Regions from separate parts of the Sus scrofa genome. Here regions 2 and 3 are each linked to region 1. A link is a contact called in public Hi-C and promoter capture Hi-C data. All regions are on one chromosome and are shown on one strand. The core of a region is the stretch at or near the end of the contact, and the rest is flanking DNA. Distances in the headings are between cores, read along the strand shown.

Region 1 (4,749 bases), core at 1,398-3,897:
TCCCTCCCGCCACCAACTGTCAAGACCCTTCCTCTCCTTCAACACCCGTCTCGAAATGCCATCGCGGGCACACAGGCTCTCTTCATCCCCCAGACCCAGTGCCATCCTGCCCTTCTCTCCTCTGCACCCAAAGAGCACAGTCGGAAATCAGCGGCTCCCTGAGACACCGACTTCACCTTTTATTAAAGCCAAGCGTTCATGTGGTTTTAAGCCCTTGGTGGAGGTGTTCTGGTCGTTCCTGCGGTCCCTAGCAGAGGGCCATGCCCAGGACAAGAGGTCAAGATGGATTTTCACGACTGAACTGGATTGGGCTTCAAGGGACCATGGAGATTACCTAATCCAGCCCCCTGAAATTTTAAATGAGAAAACAGACTCCGAAAGGTGGAGTGACTCATTCCTAATCACAGCTAGTTAGGGAGAAAATTGAGACCAGGCCTGGTCACCTCACTCTGTCACATCATGCTACCTTTCAGGTAATTACTTAAATCATGATTCAAAGACCCATCATGCCATTCCTACAACAGTCTAAATGCAGGTCAACAGGCTCGCCACAGTCCGCAGCAACTGCTCGATTACGAGCTTCAAAAAGACAAGCAAAAAACACCAGCTTATTCCTATAGCATCAAAAATAAATGTAGAGATGAGGACAGCCTTAGGAAAGCAGAGTCAACTCCACCATTCCTAATAAGAGGAAAAAAAGTAAATCTGTTTTTTTCTCCAAAATAAGGATATTATAATCAGTTTCATAGACAAGGATTACCTCTTTCTTTGCCTTCACTGTGCTTGATTAATGTTTTTGGCTAATTCAGCCCCCATCCTCCTCTTTTGGAGTCATTCCATTTCTACAGGGTCTCACAAATTGGCTCTCGACCTAAGAGGGATTGTCTACCTAACAAAAGTGAAATGTAATAGGCTCAAGAGGGCTGCCAACCAAACCTTCGCTATCACAAGAGTCCACCTTAAAAGAGACCCTCTGGTGACTTATTCGCATGAAAACACAAGACCCTACCACTAAAATTCAGGGGTCAACTCTGTTGATTGTTTTCAAAAACCTGTGCATTCACTGATCTAAGCTACATGTCACCCTTATGTTTTATTCACTCGAATGCATTTCAGACAGTTTTCGGATCTGAAAACATGACAAATCCGAATCACTTAATGGGACGTGAACACGCCATTTAATTACAAGTTATTAGATAAACTGCGATTTATTGAGGGAAACCTCAGTTAATGCCAGGGTTCCTAAACTAAGGTTAGAAATAGCAGCTCTTAGAAGCAGGTATCAAGTTGCAATCCTACTTCCAGGGGCTTCAGTCTGACATTCAGTGGTGTAAATCAGGCAGGGCAAGCAACCTGTTAGAAGAGCCAGAAGCTTCTCGTAGTTCCTTTTAGAGTGGGCCAACAGAGCCTCAGGTAGAGAGGGCCCCCATTTCCCCCACACTGCCCAGTCTGGGTCAAACTTTCACTCCACCTTGGGACCCAAGTCACCGTCAAGCAAACAAGTCCCAATCCCCTCGGGCTGGAGAACCCAAATGAGCTGCAACTCTCACTTGAAGGAAAGAAGACTGTTCGCAGGCGGGTCGAGGAGCCCCTGAACCTGGCACTCCATCCTCCCCAACCCTGCTCACCTGAGCCCATGGATCAGGGGAGCGCTGTTGGATCTCCTCAGGGTGCCCCCATCAGATGTGTCAGGCTCAAAGTCCAGCTCCATTTTTTCCTGAGCCATGTCGGAGACTCGCAGGCAGGCACAGCGGGCAGTGCTCAGCTCCTGGTGCTTGGCTATGGACTCCCCAGACTCTCGCTGCGGGACTGAGCTGCTGGGGACGGGCAGCTGGGGGCGGGGGCTAAGGGGCGGAGGCTTGAGGGGCGGGGGCGGGGCGGAGAAAAGCAGGAGAGGAGGAGGGAAGGAGGATGAGGATGAGGAAGGGAGGAGGAAAGGGAGGGAGGGGAGGAGGATGCAGAGGTGGTGGTGGAGGGAAGAGGAAGCAGGAAAAGGGATCGAAGCGGGAGGTAAAATGGCAAGAGGGGGGAGGAAAGATGGAAAAGCAAGAGGACAAAGAGGAGGACAGAGGGGGAAAGGAAGAAGTTAGGGGGAAAGGAGGAGGGCAGGGTGGAGGGAAAGAGGAGCACGGGGGTGGGAAAGAAGGACGGAGGTATGGGGAAGAGGAAGGAGGGAGCAGAGAAGGAGGGGGAGGAAACTAGGCAGCAGCGGAACTCATGCTCTCTTTCGCCGACGACCTCAAGCGGGGCCGGGCTACAGACACCCTGGCTGCCCGGGCAGCACTAGCACCAAAGAGCTGACAGTCGGGCAGGGCCCGGCCGGGCGGCCTCGGCAGCTCCAGCTCCCCATGCTCGGGGACGCGGTCCAGTCCCCCATGCTTTGGGACCTGGCCCCAGAGGTTCCTCAGCCCTGTGATCGGTGCTTCTCCCCTCCTGCCCCCCCTCCCTGCCAGGAGGACAGGTGGGGGGTTTGGCCGGCCGCCGCCGCGATGCCTCCTTTTCCTTTCTTGGGTTCTAATGGCCCGGGGAAAGCCCTCGGGGCCGAGACCAAAATCTACAACCTGCAGCCTCTTACGCCTCCCACGCTTCAGGAGCTGGAACCTCCGCGGGGCCAGGTCTTCCGCGTCCGGGCACCCATCGGTCCTGCGCACGCGCCCGGTGGCCGCGCCAATGGGCCCGCGGGCACGGAGCATGCGTGGGAGCCCCGCCCAGCAAACCTCCTCCAAAGGGGTGGAGCGTTTCCAGGGAGCCCGGCGCCTTTCTCGCCTGCATTGGACCAGGGATCCTGCCGCCCAATTTTGAAAAGAACCAATCGTTTGGAGATACTGGAGCATCATCTTTCAGGAAGAGTTTGGGCCAGTATTCAAAGGAAAAAGAAACACGTGGTTTCCACGTTTTTTTCACTCCAATTCGTACGTTCTGACTTTTGCGATTCCCCCGCTCACCTTTCTCAAATCCCAGGACTTTGTTGCTTTCTGTCTGGAAAAGCAGATTTCTTTTTCAGATCATCCTTTTGGATGCACTAGACCAAAGGGGAGTTAAAAAAAAAAAAAAAGCAATGGTGTAAAAATAAAGAGAATCAAATGAGAGTTCATATAGCTAGTGAGAAGTACTCATTTCCATTATACAAGCACCGGTTAGCTTCAGTGATATTAAGTCCTGAAGAACAAGTAGCAGAGCCAGATTTTTTTTTTTCTTTCTAGGATTTACGGAGACTCTTAACAATCATGATTGTGTGAGGCCTGGAATTACTTATTTTATTAAACACTTTTGTAGCAGTTACTGTGCTCTAGGTGGTGTTCTAAGAGCTTTAGAAATATTAACTCATCTAATCCTCACCACTTGAAAGACCCTGGGAGAGAGAGAACCACCTTACTGTGTGGTACCTACCTAGAAAGTACAGGAAACTTAATAATCAGGAAATTGGTTTCATCTTTTGCAAAAATAGTTTTACCTGCTTGTTCAATTCAGCTGTACCATATTAAACTTGGCAAGTCCAATTGTCATTTTATTCCTCAGTGTTTTATGTTCTACTTGAAGTATGAGAGTTTTTAAACCACTTTTAGTTTCCCTTAAATTGCCTATATTTTCCTGCCACCTGCATTAGAAATGCAAGCTCTGGTTTTGATCAATTTATATAGCTCTTTTTCTATCTCAAGGTCTCAGCAACACCCCCACTCCCCAGTAATCCGCTCCAAAAAATTATAGTACATGCTGTTATTCACCACAGCTACCAAAAGACCATTTGTTGACCACATACACTGTCCCTAACTCTGAAGAGTCAAACAATTTAGTAGAATCCCTGACTTTCAGGGGCTTCACAATTAGGAGAAACTCAAGGATATGTGAGAAGGCAGATGCTACCTTGGCCATCATTTCCAGGTTTTATTCACATCATTCTTGCCTTCATGTAAATCTTTTGGGAGGTGTTGGGTGTTGGTGGTTCAGGGATTGGGATTAACTTGAATGTGTCTTGCTCTTGTGGTAACAACCTAACATGTTGCTTAAAGGTTGCCATGACAACTGATAAAATAAAGAGCTGATTATGACATGTTTGTGGGACACCTTTTATAGGGAAGAGGCCTGGGGAAGATGGCAGCAGACTGAAACACACAAAGAGAGGAGTAGCATAAAGATCAAGGTACACATCTAAGCAAACCTCCGATCCAAGGTCATGGCACATGACTATGGAACAAGCAGACACGATCATGAAACACAGCTAGGTTTGTATAACGTGTGGGTAGAAATGTATACTATAGTATACAGAATTCTTTGTTTTTGCAGTACTTGTTCCTTTTGACTTTCCAACTTGTGTATGTATTATGAGTCCTGTCTCTGTTTTTAACAGGCTTAACGTTCCTGATATGTAGCTGCTCTTAAAGAGAATTTCTCCCTTTGGTAGTAGCTGAAAACTTATTGCCATCTCATGTATTTAGTCATTTCATATTATTAGCCCTTTTCTAGGAATGATCTCTTAGTTACTCTTTCCATGTCATTTTATTATGCCTATTTTCTTAGTGTTAGGTACTTAGATCTTTATTTTTTTTTCTTATTTACTTAGATCTTTAAAAATAAGGTATGTTTAGATGTTTAGGCATAATGAGATTTGGCTTGTCTATTCATTCAAAGTATATCCATTAAACCTTATTACCTGCCAAGGATATTAACAAACTCTTTGAAAAGGAAAATGAGCAGGAAAGTGGGGGTATTCTGCTTGTTCTCTGATGTACTCCATATTTTTCAGCTATT
Region 2 (4,749 bases), core at 1,485-3,984, 310 kb after region 1:
AAATCAAACAATCCAGTGATTATTATTTGTTTGTTTGAATGGCCGCACACCCGCATATGGAAGTTCCCTGGCCAGGGATAGAACCAGCACTTCTGAAAGGACCAGAGCTACTGCAGTTGGGTTCTTAACCCACTGTGCCACAGCGGGAACGCCAACCCAGCTTTATTGTTGTTTTTCCTTTTAAAAGACCTTCCACCATCCCCGCCCTGTCTCTGGTGCATCCTGCTTTGTTTTTATTGTTATGTAAATGTAGTGCTGATGTCCCCCCCAGTAGCCTCTGCCGCTTTCACACCTTTGCTACGAGGAGGTGTGGCTCTTGCTCCTCCCTCATCTCACAGGTCTCCTTTCGTCCACCTTGGTCCGAGGGACTGAGCATCCTTACTGCCCCAGCGTTAATCTCACTTTTATATAAAACCAGTTGAGCCTTACTTTGGTTTCTTTCACAGGAGTATTAAAGCATAAAGGAATGCATGCAGGACTGCCTTCAGGACTCAGCGGGTTAAGGATCTGGCCTTGCCACTGCAGTGGCTCTGGTTACGGCTATAGGGCAGGTTGGATCCCTGGCCTGGTAACTTCCACATGCCACTGGCTTGGCTAAAAAAAAAGGAAAGAATTTCTCTCTTGTTAGCAGCTCCATCCTGCTGGTGTCACTGAGGCCACTGCAAAGCCTTCTCCCCCAGCTGCCCAGACAACTTCCTCCCCTGTCCCCTTATAGCTGGGGGCTCCTCTGGGGCGGAGGCCCGGTGGCTCATGCAGCCCAGGGCCAGGGCCTCCCTGAGTGTCCCTTGGCTCCAGCTTAAAACTCAGTGACTTCATGCTGTTTCCTGAGGCAAAGGCTCCTCCTCCAGAGCCCCCCTTTTCCCAGCAGGTCTCCTGACCCCCTTCCCTCCTTGCCAGACAGTGACCTTGGGGGTGGGGGGGGCTGAGGGCAGGGGCTGCCAAGCTTCAGGGCCAAGCAGTGTTTCTAAGTTCACCAGGAACTGAGACCCAGCTCTGCAGGGGGCACCAGACCGCTGACCCTAATTAACAGCGAACAGTTTTGTTAGTTTGTCAGAGAGGAGGTCGTGCTCTGCCGCCCAGGCCGGAAGGCAGTGGCCCTTCACAGGGGCGGGATGGCCGCGGATTAGCAGGGCTAATGACCTGGGCGGGCTCATCCTTGCAGGGCAACCTGGGGTCCCCGGCCTCTGGGAAGTACCCTGTCGATGCTGAACTCAGGGCCTGATCCGCAGAGCACACCACAGCCCAGACGTCCTGGGCTCAAGCGCTCCTCCGACCTCAGTGGAGGAGGAGCTGGGACCACCAGCCTGTGCCCCAGGGCGGCCAGCTCAGAGTTGTAGGCACTACACGCCAGCAGTGTGATCAAAAGGTACATGCTGGGAGTTCCTTGGTGGCCTAGTGGGTAAGGTTCTGGCATCACTGCTGCGGTGCAGGTTTGATCCCTGACCCGGGAACTTCTGCGTGCCTTGAACGTGGCCAAAAATAAAATACAATAAAATATAATACAATGCTTAGTGCCCATGTCTTTTTAAAAAAATGTACACGCTGCCCTCCTTTTAATCCTCAAAACAATCCCAGAAGCCATTTTACCAAAGGGGAAGTTGAAGCCCAAAGGGGAAAGTGACCTGCCCCAGGTCACGGGGTAGTGGACAGAGCCAGGATTCCAGCCCCTTTGATCCGAGCTGACACTGACTCTTGCAGCAGTGGCGCTGCCTCCCTGTGGAAACCCGCAGTCTTCACCTTCTGTGTGCGCCTGGGGGGAAATCGGGAGGATGAAGATTCCAGACTAAATTACAAAGTCACTTGCCCATGTAGGTCTACTCGGATCCCCGCCCCCCAGTCTCCCTCAGTCTGGCAAGTTCTCTCTGCGTGTACTTGAAAAGACTCCCAGCCTCTTGGTGAGATGTGTGTGTACAGCTTCTGCACCCTGCCGTGGATCTCCTGGGACAGAATGGTCAGGAGGCACCCCGACACCCGCAGCCCCAGGATCTGCTCCATGGTGCGCATCTCACAAGCCAAAGCCACCCACCCACCCACAGCAAAGCTCCAGAAGCTGCCTGCCTTGGTTTCTCAGAGACCAGCGGCAGAAGCCACAGAAGTGCAGATGAGAGGCCCCCACGCTGGGCCTTGCTTGGAGCTGCTGGCTCCAGGCGCAGAAGCCACTCTGGTTTCAAAATGAGGACTACATTTTGCTCCTGGAAGCCAGGGTCAAATGCCGACCACCTTGGCCCAGAAACCAGCCATGACAGCTGTGAAAGGCGCCTGGCGCCCCATGAGACAATACACAGAATCCGCAGGAGTCAGGGTGCCCGTGGGTCCATGTCGCAGTCCATGAGCCCAGCTCCAGCCCAAGCGGAGCTATTTCAAGGACTTTGGCCTCTGTGGATTCAGGACTATGGGGCCCCTGCCCCTGATCTCGCTTCCACTAGGGCCTCTGGGAGGCACAATCGCCTGCAGCTCTTCCCGCTCTTTCTTGGACCAACACTAAAGTTTGGCGTCCAAAGACTAAAACAGAAAAACAAAACTATCTCAGGACCAATGTGAGGACTACATCTCCCGAATGACACCATCGCCTCTCTCCTGGTCACAATTCACGGCTGAGTTGGAAAGGGACCACGCAGAAGCGAAATTTGCGGGGACGAGACCAGAGGGGAATCCACTATAAGAGGCGGGGCCATTTGGGCACCGTCAAAGCCGCGAGCGCCCTCTGGTGGCGGCCGAAAGGAGCGAGGAATGCACGAGATCGCTTCATTGAAGGTAGGCTCTTTAAGAAAACACGAGGTACTCAAAAAAGCATGAGCTATTCAAGGCCACTGTGACCCGCGAGCTGAAGGTGAGCGTCAATATTCCAAGAAGGCTTATTAAGTGCGAATCCTGGAGCTCATGCGAGAGTCAATGCGTACGGATGTCCAGAAATCTGAATTTTTAAAAGGTTTTCGCAAGAAATTCTTCTTACGGAGAGGAGTTTGACAATCACTGATGCAGTGGTAACAGATTTAAGGAGTTTCCCCGCTGCTCCAGTTACTCCAGGGATGATGGGAGAGAAGCCCTCGCTAGGATCGAGAACCGGGGCGCAACCCACCCAATCCCCTGGAATTTAAAGGCGCTTAAGACCGGAAGTGGGATCGCTTCCAAAGAGGCCTCCGGCCTGGCAGAGGCCAAGGAAAATCCCAGCCCCTCCCGCGTCAGCGCCTTTGGGGCCGAGATCCCTGGGCGAGTGACGTGGAGCTTGCCGGGAGTTGTAGTCCTCAGCGCGGCCGCGCGCCTGCGCCCTGGGCAGCTGCCCCCGGTGAGCCTGGGAGAGCCGTGGGCGCTGAGGCGGTGAGTCCCGGAGCGGCCAGAGGGCGTGGCCGTCCCTGGGGCGCGGGCGCGGGGAGCGGGGCTCCCATCCCGCTCCGGCTGCGCGAACCCGCCGCCTGCAGCCCCGATCCGGCCGAGGGCGCGGGGAGGAGCGCCGGGCGGCGGGCCCCTGGCCAGCCCGGGTCCCCGCCGCCGCTCCCGGCCACCCGGCCGGGCCTTCCCGGGCTGCTCCGGGGCCGGGAGCGCCCCCCTGGGCGGCGGGACCTCCTCCCCGGGGAGCGCGCTGGGGCCGCGCCGCGGGCATCGGGTTTCCCACCGGCTTGTGGACTTGCCCCCCGTGCCTTTCCCCTCGCCCTCTCCGGACACAGCTCTTCCTGCACGGGCCCTGTGGGCCCGGGGTCATTTCGGGAGGGTTTGCGGAGAAGCCAGGAGCCCCTGGGTGGAGGGAAGCTTTCCTCCGGAAGGGCCGCGGGGCGTGGAGGGGGGCAACCCGGAGGGTCAGTTCCCTGGCCGACGCGGTGGCAGGCTGGGGACCGTCCAGGGAGGGCTGCCCCGCGGGGAGGCTGGAGCGCAGGAAAGGCGGGTCCAGAGCCCCGAGCGGCGTGGTCCCTGCACGCCCCCCAGCGACGGTTAGGTGCCTGTGGGGGGCTGGTGGGGCGGGGCGGGGCGGGGTGGATCGAAGCTCCCTAGGGAACGACCTTTCCTGAGCACCTCCTCGGTGCCAGGCACCCTGCTGTTCCTGTCCAGGCAGTGGGATTCGCCCGCAGGTCCTTCTGTGAAGGAGATGCTGGGATTGTTGGCAGGTTACAGACAGAAGCCCTGGGTGCCAGGGGCCCAGAGCTAGCAGGTGATCGCTAGGTGGTCTGCCGCCAAAGCCCAGGCTACCCTCCGGATAAAGGGTGCCATGGGGACAGTGTCCACTGGGGCGAGGCGGGTGGGATGCTGGGTATGTTTCCGTTGTCCCACTACAAGGAAGAGGACGGGTACAGGGCATCTGGGCCCCTGCGGACAGAGAGGAGCCCTGGCACTGGGCGGGGCCCAGCGTTGAGACCTGCGGGGACAGGCATGGGATGGCCTGTGTGACCTCGGAGATGGCGCTAAGGGCATGTGGGTGTTTTGAGACCTGAGCTGTGCAGGAGTCTCTCGATTCTAACTTCCCGACCACCTCCCTCTGGCGTTTGCTCTGTGGCTTGGGACAAGTGATTCAAGTCCTCCTAAGCCCCAGCTCGGTGCCCTCCTCTGTGTTCCGGGCGCAGTCTGAGAGCCCACCTCCTGACGATGGATGAGGGCGAAAGGAACTCCCGTGCGGGAGGCTCAGACAGTACCTGGCACAAAGCGTGACGCGTGTGATAAATGTCCATGGGTGTTAGGGCAGACCCAACGCCCGCTGACCTGCCCTGTTGCCGTGTCGTTTTCTCGTGAGCAAGTCACTTAGAATGCTGTTGCGGGGCG
Region 3 (4,749 bases), core at 1,327-3,826, 300 kb before region 1:
TTACTAAGTACTCTATTAGCAGAACTTCACACTTAAATGATGTCAGTTTTATATTGAGATTGTGAGATGATTCAAACAAAATCAGTCATATTAGTCAGAATTCTCTAGAGAAACAAAACTAACAGGAAGTGTGTGTGTAAAAGAGAGAGGGAGAGAGAGAGAGGAGGGAGGGAGAAAGAGAATGAGAGATTCATTTTAAGGAATTGGCTCATGCAATCGTGAAGACTCGGCAAGTCCAAAATCTGATGGCGAAAGTCAGCAGGCGGGAGACCCAGAGCTGCAGTGGCAGTGGCAGTCCAAAGGCTGGCAGAATTCCTTGTTGCTTGCTGGAGCGGTCAGCCTTTGTTCTCTTCAGGCCTTCAAATGAGGGCCACCCACCTTAGGGAAGGTAATCTGCTTTACTCAAAGTCCACTGATTTAAATGTGTATCTCATCCAGAAAACACCTTTGCAGGGACATCCACAATAATGTTTGACCAAACATCTGGGCACCATGCCCCAGCCAAGTTGACATAAAATTACCTATCACGTTGGTCAATTCCAGGAATGGTTCAATTTCTCATCCAATTCGTGGAATCAAAGTAAAGCTAATGGAAATTTATTCTGGTGAAGGAGAAGCATCTGACATAGAGAAAGCTATTGTACATTCACTTTAAACGTTCTGTAGTTAGGGTGAGTGTTTTTTAGGTGATGATTTTTTTTCATAGAAATATGAATTTTGGTGGACCATAGCACCATGGCAAAAACAAAGCTCTTACTAAATGAAGTAACATGTGGAGCAGAAATATACTCAGAATTGCTGAGCATAATGAATATAATGAGTATAATTGCTGAGTGCTAACAGAAATAATTCCTCATTATGTCCACACAAAGTGGACTACAAAATTGTTTCTGGAAAGGCAGGAGTAGGACAGAGGAATCTTGGATTGTATCCATGTTTTCCTTATTTCTTCCTGCATGCTGGTATTCTGTAAAAAACGGTGGCACACCTGACACCCAGAGTAGATAACTTTAAAAAAAAAGACAAAATTATATGAGAAAAGTACTTGTCTATCTGACAAAATTATTCTCTATATTAAAATTAGTAATCACCATTATGTTCTTGATTTCATCTGTAGTTTTAAAACAAAATTGAAAAGAATACAGGAGTTCCCTGGGTGACTCAGCAGGTTAAGGATCTGGAGTTGTCACTGCTGTGGCTCGGGTTCCATCCGAGCCCAGGAACTCTTGCATTCTGAGGGTGTGGCCAAAAATTGTTTTTTTTATATATATTTTTTTGTTTTTTAAAGACTACATTTCAATTTTAAACACAAGTAAAAGCTCCAAGTTGTCGCAAAGAATGCCAGGGTTAAAATAATGACAGTTTCTAGTCTCTACAATCATTGGGCTTTCATTATTTCAAAATCTCTGTTAAAATACGGGAGCACGTGGCACCACAGGGGTTGAAGAAAGAAACTGCAAGCCAAAAGCAAGCTGGGAGGGTTCTGAAGTGTTGGGTACCTAATTTAGAAACCATTGTGGGCGGCTGAGTCCACATGTGTCAGGGGCCAAGTGTATAACCGAAAGTTCTCTGAATTAACTTCCTAGTGAAGCGATGTTTGTTAAAAGAATAATAAAAATGTGTTGATATGCACGTCAAAGGAAATGCACTCATGTTCACCAAAAGTTACATTAAAAAAAGTTGTTAGCAGCACCGTTTTTTGATAAAGAGACAGGCTCGGAGTTCAGTGAAATCTCCCATCTATTCCTCAGTGGCCTTAATGGAGGCCACCAGCTAAGTGCTGGGCACTGTGATGGGTGCTGGAGCTACACAGATGAGTTAGGGATGGAACAACTATTACTTGCTTACCTGACCTACTGGAGAGTAGGGGAAGATTTTTTTCCCCCCAGTTTAATTAGGAATTGTGGAGGCAAGAATAAAGAACAATAATAGCAACAGTTCCTATTTACTGACTGTGTGCAGTGCTAAATCACATATACACATATGCACACGCCATATCGCTTCTTTAATTTTCACAAGATCCTTGTTAATACCCTCATTTTACTGAGACGAAAAAGGCTGAAAGGTAAAGAGCAGTTAAGTGTTCCCCTCGGATTTGTACCCTGATCTGGCTGACTCTAGGGCTCTAGGTCTCAACTCTTACATCCATCTAAAGATTTGTGTTAGAACTGGGCCACGAGTCAGGAAAATGGAAGCCGCAATGCAGTCCAAGGTCTTGAGAAGGGGACGCTGGGCGAGAGGAACCACGTGGTGACAGGAACCTGAAGAGCCGGCGCCCAGTTTAGGGCCACAGGGAAGAAAGGAAGGCGGCGGCAGTCCTGGGAATTGGGGAGCCGTCTGGATGGGAAACTGAGGGAAAGAGGGATGGAGGCTGCGCAGGAGACGCCGCTTCTTCGGGAACGCAATTCCCACGGCCACCTCGGGGGAGTGGAAACTCGCAGGCGCCCGCCGGAGGCCCGGGGGCGGGGCCTCGGGCGGGGCGGGGCGGGAGGGGCGGAGCCTGCCGCGCCCGGGCTCTGAGCGGCTGTTGCGGCGGCGGAGAACGCTCGGGCGGACCTCTCGGCTTTCCCGCGCGGCGCCGCCTCCCGCTGCACCTCCGCCTCTCGCTCGGCCCCGCCGCCGGCTTCCTCCTCCCCAGACCGCCCTCAGCCCGCGCGCCAGCCGGCTCCGTTATGGCGACCCGCAGCCCCAGCGTCGTGGTGAGCAGCTTGGCCGGCCAGGCCCGCGGCGCCGGCCCCCGAGGCGCGGGGCCGCAGTGCGGGCTCGGGCCGGGGCGGCCCGGGGCCGGGGGGTGGGGGGGGCGGCCGCAGCCCCCTGGGTTCGGCCGAACGTCACCCCGGGGCGGCGGGGGGGACGGAATGGCGAGGTCAGGGTGGCCGCCCCCGGAGAGCCCCGGGAAGCAGGGCGGCGTGTGGGGAGAGAGGGTGGAAATGGCGATTTGGTTGACATGTGCGGCTTGCGAGCGTGCGGTGGGGAGGGGCCGTGGGCCAGTTCGGGAATGATCTGGCGGCGTGAGGGTGGGGGCTTTCTTAGGAGAGGCTCTCGTCTAGATTTGGGGGACTGGGGGTGAGGTCCTCGGGGCACCTCCGAGAGGGCCCCGGGGCACGGAAACGACCACATGGGAGGCATGCGTGGACTGGTATTTTCACCTAGTTCTGCAAACATTATAATGAATGTTTGTGGGAATGCGCATTGCCTCGTTGCATCCTCACGGCAGCCTTGGCAGCAGTCACCATGCCTACCTTTTTTACACACGTAGAAAATTGTGAACCGATATTAGGTAATTTCCTCACGGCCCAGAGGTAGCCGAGCCTCCGAATCAGATCTTCTTGAATCCGTATCCTCTGCTCTTTGATGCCGCGGGGGACGGAAAATGCGAATCTGGTCCTTAACCTTCAAGGACGTTCGTGTCTGGTATCCTGCCTCCAAACTCATTGGTTCTTTTTCTCATTTCTCGAACTAGCCAAGCTGCACCCTCCCCCCACCTTCCTTTTCTGATCCCTCTTGCTAAAATAGCCAACCGTCTGTCAGTTAAATGCCTTAGCCTGCATTATTATTATTATTATTATTATTATTATTATTATTATTATTTTGCAGTTACCTGATTACCTGTTGATTATCTCTCCCATAAAAACATAAACTTTATAAGGGCAGTAATCACCACTGTAATCCAGTGCCTGGCATGTAAGAAATTCTCAACATGGTCTGTTGGATAAATAAATTAAATAATTAAGCACTTGAACCCTAAAAAAGGAAGGATTCTCTTTCATATTAGGCATTGTGACTTGAGGTAAAGAGCACTGCGCTTCATGGAGTCTGGCCTGGAATCCTGCTGGTTTGGGCTATTTACTAGCTGTGTGGCCGTGGGTAACTACTTTTCTCTTTCTCGACTTGTGCCCTTATGTGTAACTGAGGTGCTAGCTACCCCATGGTGTTGCTGAAAGGATATCTGGTCTTTGTGAATGAACAACCTTTGTGTTCCCTGATATGTTATTGTGTTCTACCTATTTAGTCCTCAAAACAACCCTCCAACAAGAGTGTGATTATCATTTTACAGACGAGGAATCCTTGAAGCCTCAGTGAGGTTAAGTAACTTAACCTCTTAATGTAACGTACTCAGGTCATACAGTCATTAAGAGGAGCTCATGGAGTTCCCGTCACGGCTCAGCACAAGCAAATCTGACTGGTATCCATGGGGACGCAGGTTCGATTCCTGGCCTCGCTCAGTGGGTTGGGGATCCGGCATTTTGGTGAGCTGTGGTGTAGGTCGCAGACACGGCTGGGATCCTGCATTGCTATGGCTGTGGTGTAGGCCGGTGGCTGTAGCTCCCATTCGACCCCTAGTCTGGGAACCTCCATATGCCGTGGGAGAGACCCTAAAAAAAAAAAAAAAAAAAAAAAAAAAGAGGCGCTCAGACTCAAACCTAGGTCTCTCAAGGGCCCAGGCACTTAAATGTTATGCTAATAGTAGATTCTCAAGCATTTTTACTCAGTTTAAGCTTTGGAGTCTAGTGCCTCCCCCAGCATACAGTGAATTACTTTTGCTAGAACTGGCTGTTAGTTTTGTTTGAACATCAAGATATTCATTGTGTTTTTGGTTTCCAAATTCCTGTTCCTTTTTTTTATTTCCTCCCCAGAAATTGTCTGCATGTTAGCAATAATGAACACTTAAATAGTGCTTACTATGTGCTGGCTACTAAGCCTTTTACACATATTAATTGTTTTGATGTGTATAAAAAAATTATTTGG

Evidence for each region. Promoter capture Hi-C pulls out the DNA fragments that hold promoters and counts their contacts. Hi-C and Micro-C count contacts between places; a contact is called where the count stands out from the background.
Region 2: a Hi-C map of skeletal muscle shows a contact between it and region 1, with 4 times the contacts expected there. The contact joins the promoter of ZNF449 here to the promoter of FAM122B in region 1. A contact is called at or near these places in 2 of 47 Hi-C or Micro-C datasets (heart right ventricle and skeletal muscle).
Region 3: a promoter capture Hi-C map of fetal skeletal muscle shows a contact between it and region 1, with 5 times the contacts expected there. The contact joins the promoter of HPRT1 here to the promoter of FAM122B in region 1. A contact is called at or near these places in 2 of 5 promoter capture datasets (fetal skeletal muscle and liver) and 1 of 2 datasets of contacts at active chromatin or transcription factors (alveolar macrophages).

Annotation. Positions count from the first base shown.
Region 1 is chrX:110,615,125-110,619,873 of Sscrofa11.1, forward strand. FAM122B (protein FAM122B) reads right to left here and starts at 2,648. Exons shown (of 9, transcript XM_021080317.1): 1 at 1,629-2,648. The coding sequence starts at 1,726. It overlaps LOC100516891 (protein FAM122A-like), which reads left to right and starts at 4,103. Exons shown (of 10, transcript XM_013983825.2): 1 at 4,103-4,223. The coding sequence starts at 4,175.
Region 2 is chrX:110,925,434-110,930,182 of Sscrofa11.1, forward strand. It overlaps ZNF449 (zinc finger protein 449), which reads left to right and starts at 2,735. Exons shown (of 5, transcript XM_021080814.1): 1 at 2,735-2,830.
Region 3 is chrX:110,318,713-110,323,461 of Sscrofa11.1, forward strand. HPRT1 (hypoxanthine phosphoribosyltransferase 1) reads left to right here and starts at 2,577. Exons shown (of 9, transcript NM_001032376.2): 1 at 2,577-2,699. The coding sequence starts at 2,673.